Regions from separate parts of the Rattus norvegicus genome. Here region 1 is linked to region 2. The links are chromatin contacts, called in public Hi-C maps. All regions are on one chromosome and are shown on one strand. Each heading gives the region's core, a stretch centred on a gene start, on an enhancer-like site or on the middle of the called end of the contact. The rest is flanking DNA. Distances are from core to core; before and after follow the strand shown.

Evidence for each region. Hi-C and Micro-C count contacts between places; a contact is called where the count stands out from the background.
Region 1: a contact with region 2 is called in a Hi-C map of the Rat2 cell line, with 2.5 times the contacts expected there. The contact joins the enhancer-like site here to the promoter of Ddhd1 in region 2. A contact is called at or near these places in 4 of 12 Hi-C or Micro-C datasets (the A7r5 cell line, the Rat2 cell line, kidney and 1 more).

The regions. Positions count from the first base shown.
Region 1 is chr15:21,411,826-21,417,573 of GRCr8, reverse strand. The region is part of intron 2 of LOC102547310 (a long non-coding RNA gene); the gene reads left to right. Among named protein-coding and RNA genes, the nearest start is that of Ddhd1, 44 kb to the right of the region's middle. Within about 2 kb of position 3,908, at least 2 of the 93 cell types and tissues checked have an H3K27ac peak or open chromatin away from gene starts, as enhancers often do.
Region 2 is chr15:21,368,999-21,375,054 of GRCr8, reverse strand. Ddhd1 (DDHD domain containing 1) reads left to right here and starts at 4,447. Exons shown (of 12, transcript NM_001033066.2): 1 at 4,447-5,302. The coding sequence starts at 4,516. It overlaps LOC108352895 (a long non-coding RNA gene), which reads right to left and starts at 4,236. Exons shown (of 2, transcript XR_001841294.3): 1 at 4,107-4,236; 2 at 1-3,426.

The DNA of each region.
Region 1 (5,748 bases), core at 2,659-5,158, 43 kb before region 2:
TGTGTGGTTAGACAATGCTGTTCCCTCTCTCCACCCCAGACCCTGGGAACTGCTGTCTTTCCCACCCTTTTGAAATATATATACTCAAGCACTGGAATGAAACTTTCTGCAGACTCATTTCAAAAAAGGTCCCCAGTCTGTTTTGCTTTTTGTTTTGTTTTTTCTATGTAAATGGGACTGTCCTAGAACCCACTCTGTAGACCAGGCTGGCATTGAACTCATAGAGATTTGTCTGCATCTGCCTCCCAAGTGCTGGGACGAAAGGTGTGTGCCACCACTGTCTGGCTCCTGGTCCTCTTTTGTGCAGAAACATGGCCCAAGTACAAACTGGAATATGGAAACTTAACCAAAGCAGGGATGCATAAACTGTAATAATATTTACAGTTAGAAAATGGAAAGCAACCCAGATCCCATACGCTCAAATCTTCATAGGCTAAAGGATAGACCAGAGACTTCTAAGGCCCAGGCAATAGGAAAATGCTTGTGAGTTCTGCAAAAAGGGAAAGACGACTTCATCCTGGTGACACTCTCACCCCTTCCTGTGTCCTAAACACCACTCCCTGACAAGGTTTATGTCAATTTGTCACAAGATAGAGTTCTTTTAGGCAAGGGAACTTCATGGGAAAAAGAATCCCCCACAAGACCGACCTGTGGGCACATCAATGTGGGAGGGCACTGCTCACTGTGGGCAGTGCTACCCATGGGCTGGTGGTACTAAGTGCTAAGAGCAAGCCATGTAGAGCAAGCCAGTAAGCAGTGTGTCTCCATGGTCTCTGCTTCAGTTCCTTCCTCCACATCCTTGCCTGACATCCCTGCACGATAGACTATAAGGTGTAAGGTGCTATTTTTGGTCTAAGCTAATTTTGGTCATGGTGTTGTATCACTGCCATGGACATCCTAACTAAGAGACACCAAGAAATCTTCTACCAACAATCTCTCTTCTCCACAATCCCCAGCTCCGTACGGCTTTTTCTAACTAATGCTCCCTGGAAAGAGGGGTCACCCCCTTCATAGGACAAAAAATCATATGAATTCATATTCTCTCTCTCTCTCTCTCTCTCTCCCTCCCTCCCTCCCTCCCTCCCTCCCTCTCTCTCTCTCTCTCTCTCTCTCTCTCTCTCTCTTTCCATTGTTTATTTTCTGAAACAGTTTCTTGCTATGTAGCCCACACTCCGGCCACAATCTCATCCCAGTCCCCCTGCCTCAGACTCTTAAGGGCTGTAGTTACAACTTGAGATAGGTTACAGAAATATTGGTCTACAAAAATCTTAAAGGGATTTTTCTACACGGTTCTGAGAGTGTCCACAAAGGACTTCTCAGCCCCCCTTTCCACATTGCTGCAATACAGATGAAGAAACCCTATATCTGGGGTGCTGTACATGGGTAGGCAGATCAACAAAAAGCCATTAACCCAATTTTCTGATGAGGCAATAGCATTTCCTGAGGTTAATCCCCAACTGCAACTCTCAGGTCAGTCTCTAACAAGCACTGGGAACAGGTACCAATTATGACTCAGTGTTTGCAGAACAGAATGAAACAATATATTACCAAAGCAGTATATTTTGCAAAGGCTGACAGTGACCCAGGGAGGTGGAGAAAACCCTGTGTTTCTCAGTGAGCAGCTAAGTAAGGTTTTCCTGAAATCTATGACTACAGGCTTGGAATGCCTGAGGGGGATTGTTCCCACCTCTCAACTCATGCTCAGCCAGCCCCTGACATTCAAAGAAAGCCATCAAACAATGGCTATAGGCCCTCAGATTCCCCCATAGGGTGATAAAAAGCAAGAGAGAAAGAAGAATGAGAGATAAGAGAGATATGGGCAGGACACAGGGTATGTCCAACTGTTAGGCATTGCTTTCCTTCAACGTCCATTCTCTTCCTGGACAAGAAGTTCTAGCGTCTACTCTGGCTGAAACCGCCATGCTCCCATGGTGTGACAGACAGCTCACTCTCTTTCCTCTAACCATCTCCGAGATTTCCTCTAACCCCTCGCTTTATTGCTCTGAGACCTGATGCTGTACCTCATATGTCTTCTCTTGGTGGTACCTTTCCATATGTCTCAACACTTTTCTAGGAACGATGCTTTTGACAGAACAACATGGTTCCTACTAGAGTGATTCTCTGGGCTCTCAGGACCTTAGTTCTTCTCACTGCTAGTGAAGGAGGTGCCTGCCTATATAGGAAAGAGTAAGGTGGCTTTGAAATGGCTAAGGCAATGCCCTCCTGTTCTGGCACAGCTTTGCTTGGGCAGTTCTCAGCCCCTCTATCAGACTCCCCACAACACTGACATCTGCCTTGGTAAAACATTGGAGATTCTCATGGCCTTAACTATATTGTTAATCAGTAATTGGCAAGTCCTGTCTAAAGTAACTGTTATTCTCTGCCAGAAATGAACAACCGTTCAGAGAGTTACTTTGATCCTCACCTAACTGAAGTATCTTGTTTTGCCTTTGAAACTCTGTATCCCTGAGCTTAGGCACCAAGATGACTTTTTGAAAGCTCAAGCCCCCTCTTGGTCTGGCCATCCATAAGAAGGACTTGAAACTTCTTTAATTGGTTTAATCATCATGGTTGACAGTAACTGTCTTATGTGGATCATGACATTGGAGGCCACAGCGAGATTCCCCCATGTTCTGTGGGACTCAGCCTCATTCCTGCCCTGCCAGGAAGATGTTTTAAGGGAGATACCCCAACAAATTGTTCCAGGGCCCAACTCTTCTCACTGAGTCCTGAAAGGACTAGAGTGACCAGGCTCCCAGCACCAAAACAGAATCCTGCTCATGCTCTTAGGATGAGGTCTACGTACTGAATTCAGTTCTGGTTCTGGTTGAAGAGGATAAGCCTCATGGGAACTTTCTGGATAAATGAGGTACGGCCTAAAGGAGAGTCGAGTCATCTTCTTCTCTTTGTCCTCTTTCTCTTTCTCCTTCTCTTTCTTCTTCTCACCCTTCTCCTTCTTCTGGATAAGAGGGATAGAAAGTCAAGGCTCTTTTCCTGGTTTAGGAAGGAAAATTCTGATGAGAACTTCTTTCCAGCCCTCCACACTAACTGGGGTGCCAGTAGTGGGGAATTCTTTTTTTATCCTGCTTTTGTCCCTCATAAGAGATTCTGTTTTGCCTGAATAAATAACCAGCCATTTATCCATGTGTGAGTGATTGAATGTGTGTCAGGCAAGTTTGACTCATGGAGTTGTTTAATTGATTTCTTGATTTTGCCGCTAGTGTTTCTGTTTTGTCTCATCTCCCCCCCCCAACCCTCCCACACGTCTGCCCACCCCCCCTCCTCCCAGTCCCCAGAAGGGAGTTGTCTCACCTTCGCCATCCCTCACCATCCCCAAAAAGGGAGCTGACTCTGAGTGAAGGTCTGCTTGATTTTTCTAGATTCTGACAATAGGTGGCAACCTCTGCTGTTTTTAGCTATTCGTTTTGTTTGCAAAGACTGCTTTCCTCTCCAGGATAAGAAATCTCCAGACAAACCCATCAGGTCCTGGAGCTACACACCTCTAGCCCAGGGCTCCACAGTAAAGGGGTCCTTGGGTGAACGCCAGTCTGGGCCTGCTTCACCTAGCAATGACTGGCCCAACCCCATCCTGGGTGCAACAGCCCCTGCTCCTTCCCGGCAGGAAAAGGACCTGCCAAAGCTAGGGAGCCTGGAAGCGGGCGGAGGAGGGGGACGGTACTTTCAGCTCTGCATAGGGCCTGGCGGCAGTAGCACCGCTGGATACTGGGAGGTAGAAGCAGGCAGAGGCTGCTTCACTAACAGGGAGTCCAGTGCTCCTGGCTCCCTGTCACAGGCCTCCTGCTACCAGTCCTCCTGCGGTCAGAGTTCAGAGCCCTCTACTGGGCTCCCTCTCCCCTGTCTGCAATCCATCTTACCCATCCCTGCCTCTTCTACCTCGCCCAGATTCATCCCCTCCCCTGTAACCTCAGGCCCATCCATTCGGCCCAACCCCATCCTATCCACCTCCTCACCCTACCCTTGTCCCTGCTTCCCCCACTTCCTCCTGGCTTTCTACCCCTTGTTTCTTCCTCTGTGGCTACCACAATGCCTCTGATGGAGAGAGCCAGTGTCCCCAACTGTCACGAATGTCCTCCCATCAGACCACCGGCTCTATACAGTCCTGAACCTTAAGAATGGCTGCTTGTCCATTCCCCTGGTGCGGGTTAGACAGCCCACATTTATCTTTGAATGGACTTCTCCGATGTCCAAGAAGGAGATGAGCCAGCTAACCTGGACACGACTACCCCAAGGATTCAAAATCCCCCTACACTCTTTGGGGAGGCTTCACAAAAAAGACGTGACCAGATTCCGGGTGTTCCACCCCAGTTCAACTGTGCTCCAGTATGTAGATGAAATTCTGTGGCAGCCAACACTGCTGCCTGTGTGAAACTCACAAAGGACTCGTTCCAGCTGCTCTAGACGCTTCATCTCCGAGGAAAGACTCAGCTCTGCCGAAGTCTCCTTCTGGATACAAAGTCACTCAAGGTAGCAGCACTCTCCGTGCTGAGCTGAAGTCTCCTATCTGGATACAAAGTCACTCAAGGTAGCAGAACTCTCCGTGCTGCCAGCATGGAAGCCAACCTCCACCTTCTTGGCCTCCAAACCAAGAAGCAGGTACAAGACTCCAGGGGCTGTGGGGCTATCACAGGTTCTGAATTCCTGGGTTTGCTGGAAAAGCCCAAGCCCTGTATTCTATCACTCTGGAGAGATCAGCCTTTGAAACAAAGAAACAAGCTTTCTGAGAGCTAACACAAGCCCCAGCTTTAGTTACCGGATGTCCCTAAACCATTCCACCCATGAGACTCCGAGCATTGCGAAAGGTATTTTATCTCAGACCTAGCAAGGACTGTAATATATCTGGGCACAGCGGCTGCCAGGTAATCATCCTGTTTGTGTGGCATAGCCACAACCTTACTACACAAGTAAGGGAAGCTGATGAGCTCACCCTGGCCAGAACCTGACTGCGGAAACCCTCCTAAGAGTGACAGATGGCCAGTGTTCTAGTCACCATTCTATTGCTACGAAGAGACACCATGACCATAGCAACTCTTATTAAAGGGAGCACTTAACTGGCCTTGCTTATGGAAAGAAGGGTTAGTCTGTTGTCATCATGGGAGGAGCATGGTGACAAAGGCAGGCTCCTAAAAACACAGACAGGCAGGCAGGCAGGCAGGCAGGCAGAGAGAGAAAGAGACACTGGCCCTAATGTGGACTTTTAAAACCTCAAAGGCCCCACCTTCTCCAACAAGGCCACACCTCCTCCAACAAGACCACACCTCCTCCAAGGCCACACCTCCTCCAACAAGGCCACACCTCCTCTAACAAGACCACACCTCCTCCAACAAGGCCACACCTCCTCCAACAAGGCCACACCTCCTCCAACAAGGCCACACCTCCTCCAACAAGGCTGCACCTCCTAATCTTGCTCAAATAGTCTAGCAAATGACTAAGCATTCAAATGTATGAGCCTTTGGGGGTCATATATTCTCAATCAAACCACCACAGCTGGTAGATGTCAAATGCTCACATCACTCAATATCAGTTGCTTGATTGGCCCTATCTCATTTTGTTGCTGTACAGAGTCTCAACCCTGTGCCATTGATAAGAGCCCCCTCCATGACTCTGAGGACTTACTGGACCTATCCCAGGCCAGTTGGCCAGACCTCCAGGAGACTCCATACCTAAGGCCTACTGACTACTGATTTAAAGGGGGGGGGGGGGGATTGAGGAGGTCACTAATCCATTTCT
Region 2 (6,056 bases), core at 3,198-5,697:
GGTGTCACTGTGTTGTCTCGTTTCCAATTTGAGCGTTTTCAAAGACAATTTTATCTGTATTTCTGTGTGAACATGCACACAGAAGGCCGAAGAGGGCATTTGATGCCCTGGAATTGAAGTTACAGGCTGTGTGAGCCAGTATTGTAGGTGCTGGGAATCGAACTCCAGTCCTCTGAAAGAGCAGCGAGTGGTCTTAATGGATGAGCCACCTCTCCAGTTCCACCCTTGTGTTTTGATTGGGAGATACCTGGGCTTCGAGGGCTTCACTGTGGAGCAGTGGTTCTCAGCCTTCCTAATGCCCCGACCCTTTAATACAGTTCCTCATGAGGTGGCGACCTCCAACCATAACACATTTTCCTTGCCACTTCATAGCTGTGATTTTGCTACTGTTTGTGCATTGTAATGTAGATGTCTGATGTGTGACCCCCCCAAAGGCGTTGTTACCCACAGGGTGAGAACCACTGCTGTAAGCCTAAGCAGAAAGCTTTGAACTTAGGGGAACAGCTGGAATGTCTGTAACTACTCTGCCTAAATCTAGAACATATTTGGTCAGTGTCCTAAATGCACCTCCACTTAAAAAAAAAAAAAAACTGGAAAAATGTCGGTCCTAAAATTAAACTGCGAAGTTCAAATGTATCCAGCTTATTAAGCAGAGATACAGCAGTTTGCGCAGGCTTCATTCTACACACACGTCCCATGCTAACTGAAAAGGGTAAGGAAGATTGACAAGAAACAGAGACATGCAACTTCTGAGAGGCAGCAAAGGGAAGGGGGTCTTTCTTGCCAGATAGCGCCAGCCACGAGCATCATGGGAAGGGAGGTGGCAGGATGAGCTGACGGCACTGGGCTGTTTTTCCTCAGTAGAAAAAGGCCAGTTGTTCTCTCCCCTACTGAGGCTCCCTCGGGCTTGAAACCACCTGGCTCTTACGGCTCACAAATGCCAGACGTTTGAATCAATCATGCCTGATTTCCTTATGTGCACGAGGCCTGGTTGGGTAATTACTAAAACGCAATAGGATGTGTTGCGTAATGCCACGGCAGTTCGGAAAGAGCCGTACCCATTAGCGTATTAATGATGTGCAGGACTGAAGGTCCACTTGACTCCTGTTCTTGCTGGCGAGGAATGGAAGGCCTGGCAGACCCATTATCCACCTGAGAGGAATCTATCAGAAATAGATTTAATAGAAAGCAAGAAGATTCCAGCAGGAAGCCTCAGATGACGAACCGGCCTTTTAAAGCAGAAAAGAGAGTTGAGAAGAGCAGCTTCAAAACCTTTGCCTCGCTGCAGCTAGGGGATAAAAAGGAAATAAAAGCATGCAGACATGCAAACGGCTATCTTCAAATGTCTTCTGCTCACCGTCAGCCTCTTACCCAGTGCAGGCTGCCTTAGGTCTAAGGGGAAGCAGCTGGCTCAATCCCCACAAATATGCAGTGACATCTCCTCTCACTTCTGCACTCTGGGGTCAGGAGAGAGCATCAAACACCTTTTTCTTGCCACTTGGATGATCATGAGAAACCAGCATCTATTTCAAGAAAAATTAGGCTACCTAGCTGGGTGACCTGCATTAGCACACAAATGATAAAAAAAACATTCATTCAGTAGGAGGCAAAGGGTCATTTGTAAAACAGTAACTGGGGTGTGATGGCCTTGAATCCCAGCATTTGGAAGTCAGAGGCAGACAGATCTCTGAGTTTGAAGCCAGCCTGGTCTACAGGTTGAGTTCCCGGACAGCCAGAGCTACACAGAGAAGCTCCCATCTCAAGAAACAAACAAGACAGACAACTCCAAAGAACAATGATGTTCTTTGATAGAAATGATGTCATCCCTAAGAGTTAAAACTGCTAAAAAAAAAAAAACCACACAAACAAACAACAAAGCAAACAAACAAATGACAAGCAAAACCACAATTGATTATTAGCATGGAAATACTCTGGCTATATCCTGCCAACAGGAAGACATTTTAAAGAAAGAGGAAAGGAAAGGACGTGGGTACTCTTAGTACGGTAGAGGAGGAAGTTTATTATAGATATGTGGGAGAGCTTAGCCAGAGACAGAGACATCTGTCCAGAGTACATGTGACCAGGCTGAGCTGGGCTGTGTGGGGAGAGGGGAGAGAGAAGAACCCAGTGCTGTAGCCAAGAGGTCAAAAGTGCAAGAGGGGCAGGTGACCAAAAAGGCTGGATTATATAGGGAAGAGGCACCTAGGGAAGGGCAGCCTGGTCCCTGGGCTGGAGAGTTCTGGGGTAGAAGGCAGGGTATGCCAGCCATATCCTGTAACAGGTAGGGACTGAGGGATGCTGGGAGAACCTGGAGGTCGGATCTGCTTTGATATTAAATAGACACCTCGGCCATTTGTCCCAGGGTTTGAGACTTAACACTGATATCTACTACTTTTAATTACACTTTAATATAGCCTCGGTGTTTACTTATCAAGATCCCCTCCTAAGCTACAGGTTCCTGGTTCTCTTTGGCATCAGAAGCTATACAGAAGTGTCTGTGCCTGGATACCTATCAGAACAGTGTGCGGTAATGCCTTCATGGAAAGAAAACAGTTCATACCCAATTTCTTACTCTGCATTATTATTAATAGAAACATTGGGAAAGAATTAGGGATGCAGCAACTCAAGATGGCAGTATGGATGACGCTTTGTCATTGAAGCAATAATGTACAAGCGGGCGGATTGCTCACGGCCAAGATATCCAGCCAATCGAGCCTTGCTGGTAGAAAGTCTACTTTGTACTCCTCTACTTAGCAGGAATTGCAACAGTATCACTTCGCATCCGCCCATAGGAAGCAGGGCCTTTTAACCACATCCCTACAAAAGCACGGGTGTACAGCTGAGGTGATCCGGATCTAAATAAGGACTCTGAAGGATCTCTGACAGGTTACATCCTCAGAGCAAGACAACTTGCCCTACTGACCTGATTCCACAAAGAGTAAAAACATTAACAGTGAAGACTGTCTACTCTTGGTCTAAGAGCAAGGTTGGAGATTGTCTTCCGGCAATTCTCAAGATAGGGTGGGTCTATAAAATAAAAACTTTTCAATTAAAAGAAATTGTCTGAGGTGACAAAGTGCCTCAGCTATAAAACAGGATTTCTGTGGGAATAGAGCTGACCTTGACCAAATTCTTCAGTCAGCCACAATCCAGATAATCTCTGCTGGAGGAGCCTGCCACCCAAGTCGAACGGTCTTTTGTAAATCAAACAAATCCAGGTAAGACACATCACAGACCAACACATAGCCCTGTGGCTGCAAGAATTTCATTTCCAAGTCTCCCACTGGCCTTTATAAAGGACCCCAGCTAGCTTACTCCCTTCCAAGACACCCATTTCCCTCAGGAGAGTCTTTCTGTTTGAAATAAACTTCTGTTGATGTCAGACTCTGGTCTCTGTCTTCTGTCTCTTTGCGCTGTCTTGAAAATCTAACAAAAAGAAGCCCCGATGTTTCCCTGAAACCAGGAAGTGAGTTACAGAATCGGAGGTACATTAAAAACAAAAACCGAGCCAAACTCGGGAAGGCTTAAAGGCCATAGAATCACTTCTAGGCATCGCTAGAGATCACCCGGTACAATGATCTCCTAATTATGCACAAGGAATAAGACAAACAAATGAAGGAGATTAAATGACTTGCCTGGGGGTGGCAAAGTTGAGTCTAGAACCTTGTTTTTCTTTCAGTCTAATAATCTATCACACCAGGCTGGCAAGGCCAGTTAGTTTATAACCAAGGCACATCGAATGTGCAGAGACTGTGGGGAAAGACTGAGACATAGGTACTTGGTTTCCATCCAAGGCCTTACTGTAATACGGAAAGAACCGGAAGCATAAGTACATGAGAGTAAGCAACCCTAAGAGCTGGCACAGTGACGCTAGGACTCCTGTTTTCTAAGTGGGAGTAGTATTGCCAGGTGAGCCGCAGAGGCGGAGTGCCTTCTTTATGAATGGGCTGAAGGTTGGGAAAGGGCCAGACCAGGTGACCAAGCAGGTCTTTCGGATGCTTCAGGCAGGCCTAAAGCCAGGGACGTGAGCTAGCAATTTCCAGGGCCCCTCTGGGCATAGAGCTGGGGCTCATGACCCCAAAGTGTAAAGATGAGTGGGCGAAAACCTCATTCCGGCTGGCATTCAGGGGCGTGGAAGCGAGGGGGCGGAGCCAGTGCGAGCTGAGGCAGGGGCTCCACCGTTGCCGAGACTGCCGCGACCTCGTCTGACCCCCTCTTCCAGGCGCGAACCATTAGACTCCGCCGAGCGCCAGCAGGAGCAACACTAGTGGCTTCGGGCCTTCCGGGGAGGCGCGCGCGGTCTGGGGGCGGGGCCTCTTTCGGGCCCCGCCCACGCGGGGGGGTCTGCGTAACAATGGGGCGGGCCCCGGAACCGCGCTGCGGCGGCCGGGGGCCGGCGGGGAGGCGGAGTCGCCTCGGCCGCAGCTGCTGCCCTGCTGGGGATTTGAAAGATTATAAAGTCCGGGCCCAGAGGGCGGCGGCATCGGATGCGCGTGTGGCGGAAGCGCCGGCGGCATGAACTACCCCGGCCGCGGCGCCCCACGGAGCCCCGAGCGTAACGGCCGCGGCGGCGGTGCCTGGGAGCTAGGCTCGGACGCGGCGGGCGTGTTCGGTGGCGGCGGCTGCTGCTTCGAGCACCAGCCGGGTGACGGCGTGCCGCTGTCACTGCTGCGCGCGGAGCCGCTGCACCTGGCACCGGGCGCGGACGACTTGAGCCACCTGGCTCTGGACCCGTGCCTCAGCGACGAGAACTACGACTTCAGCTCGGCCGAGTCGGGTTCGTCGCTGCGCTACTACAGCGAGGGCGAGAGCGCGGGCGGCGGTAGCTCTTCTTCGCCTCCGCCGCCGCTGGTCGCTCCGAACTCGGGGGGCGGCGGGGCAGCGGGAGGGGGACCCGGTGACAGGAAGCGCTCCCGGCCGGGCGGCTGCGCCGCTCGGCACCGCTACGAGGTAGTGACGGAGCTGGGCCCCGAGGAGGTGCGCTGGTTCTACAAGGAAGACAAGAAGACCTGGAAGCCCTTCATCGGCTACGACTCTCTGCGCATTGAGCTCGCCTTCCGGAGCCTCCTGCAGACGACGGGCTCTCGTGCCCGGTCGGCGGACCGCGATGGAGACCGGGTGTGCGGCCCAACCTCTAGCTTCAGGGAGGACGACGAGGACCGCGCCTGCGGCTTCTGCCCGCGCGCGGTGGGGCCTGAGCCGGAGATGGAGGAGCTGGTGACCATCGAGCCCGTGTGCGTGCGCGGCGGCCTCTACGAGGTGGATGTCACTCAAGGAGAGTGCTACCCGGTATACTGGAACCGTAAGTGTCTGGCCAGGGGCGGGCCGGGCTCGGCGCGCGTTGGACCGGGTTTGGGGCTCGGTTGCCCCGCGATGCTCGGATGCCTCGGGTTAGGATGCAGGTTGTGCGGGGTGCCATGGCAGGTGAAGGGTAAAAGAGCAGATGGCAGCTCCCAAGCTGCTAGCGGGGTCAGGAGGGGAGGATTCCGCCGGGGATTGCGCCTCCTGGGTGAGTAGAGTACTGCTGCCATCCCCTGGAGGGTATCCAGGAACCGATCCCCAATCTGGTAGCTTTAGTTTCTTGACCCTACCAGGGGCTTTGTCCACCTGGATATCTGATCCGGTCTCACGTCTCCTGAAGCTCCCGTGATTTAAATAACATGTCCTGGAGTGAGTGGAAATGCTTGAGAGCGTCTTCATGAGACTCAACAGTTCACTTAAGACCCAGGAAGAGAAAAGCCCTGGCGGAAAAGGAGAGCTACAGTGTGTTATTCCCACTGGATGTGTTGGGCAGAAGAAAGAACTGCAGGAAATGGCTCTGGGAAATGGGTCCGTGCCCTCTGTGTGGAATGCTCGTGTATCCCTTGGGTCCTGTTTACTTACATATTTTTACTTTTGCTTCTTAACCTAGAAAAATTGCACGACCTCGGTTTTCTCATCTGTTAAATGGGTCTCTCTTAAAGGTTTAAAGGATGCTTTAGGCAACATGGGTAGGTTTAAAATCAGAATAAGGAGAAAGGTAATACATAAATAATCCGGTGTGGCATGCAGCATAT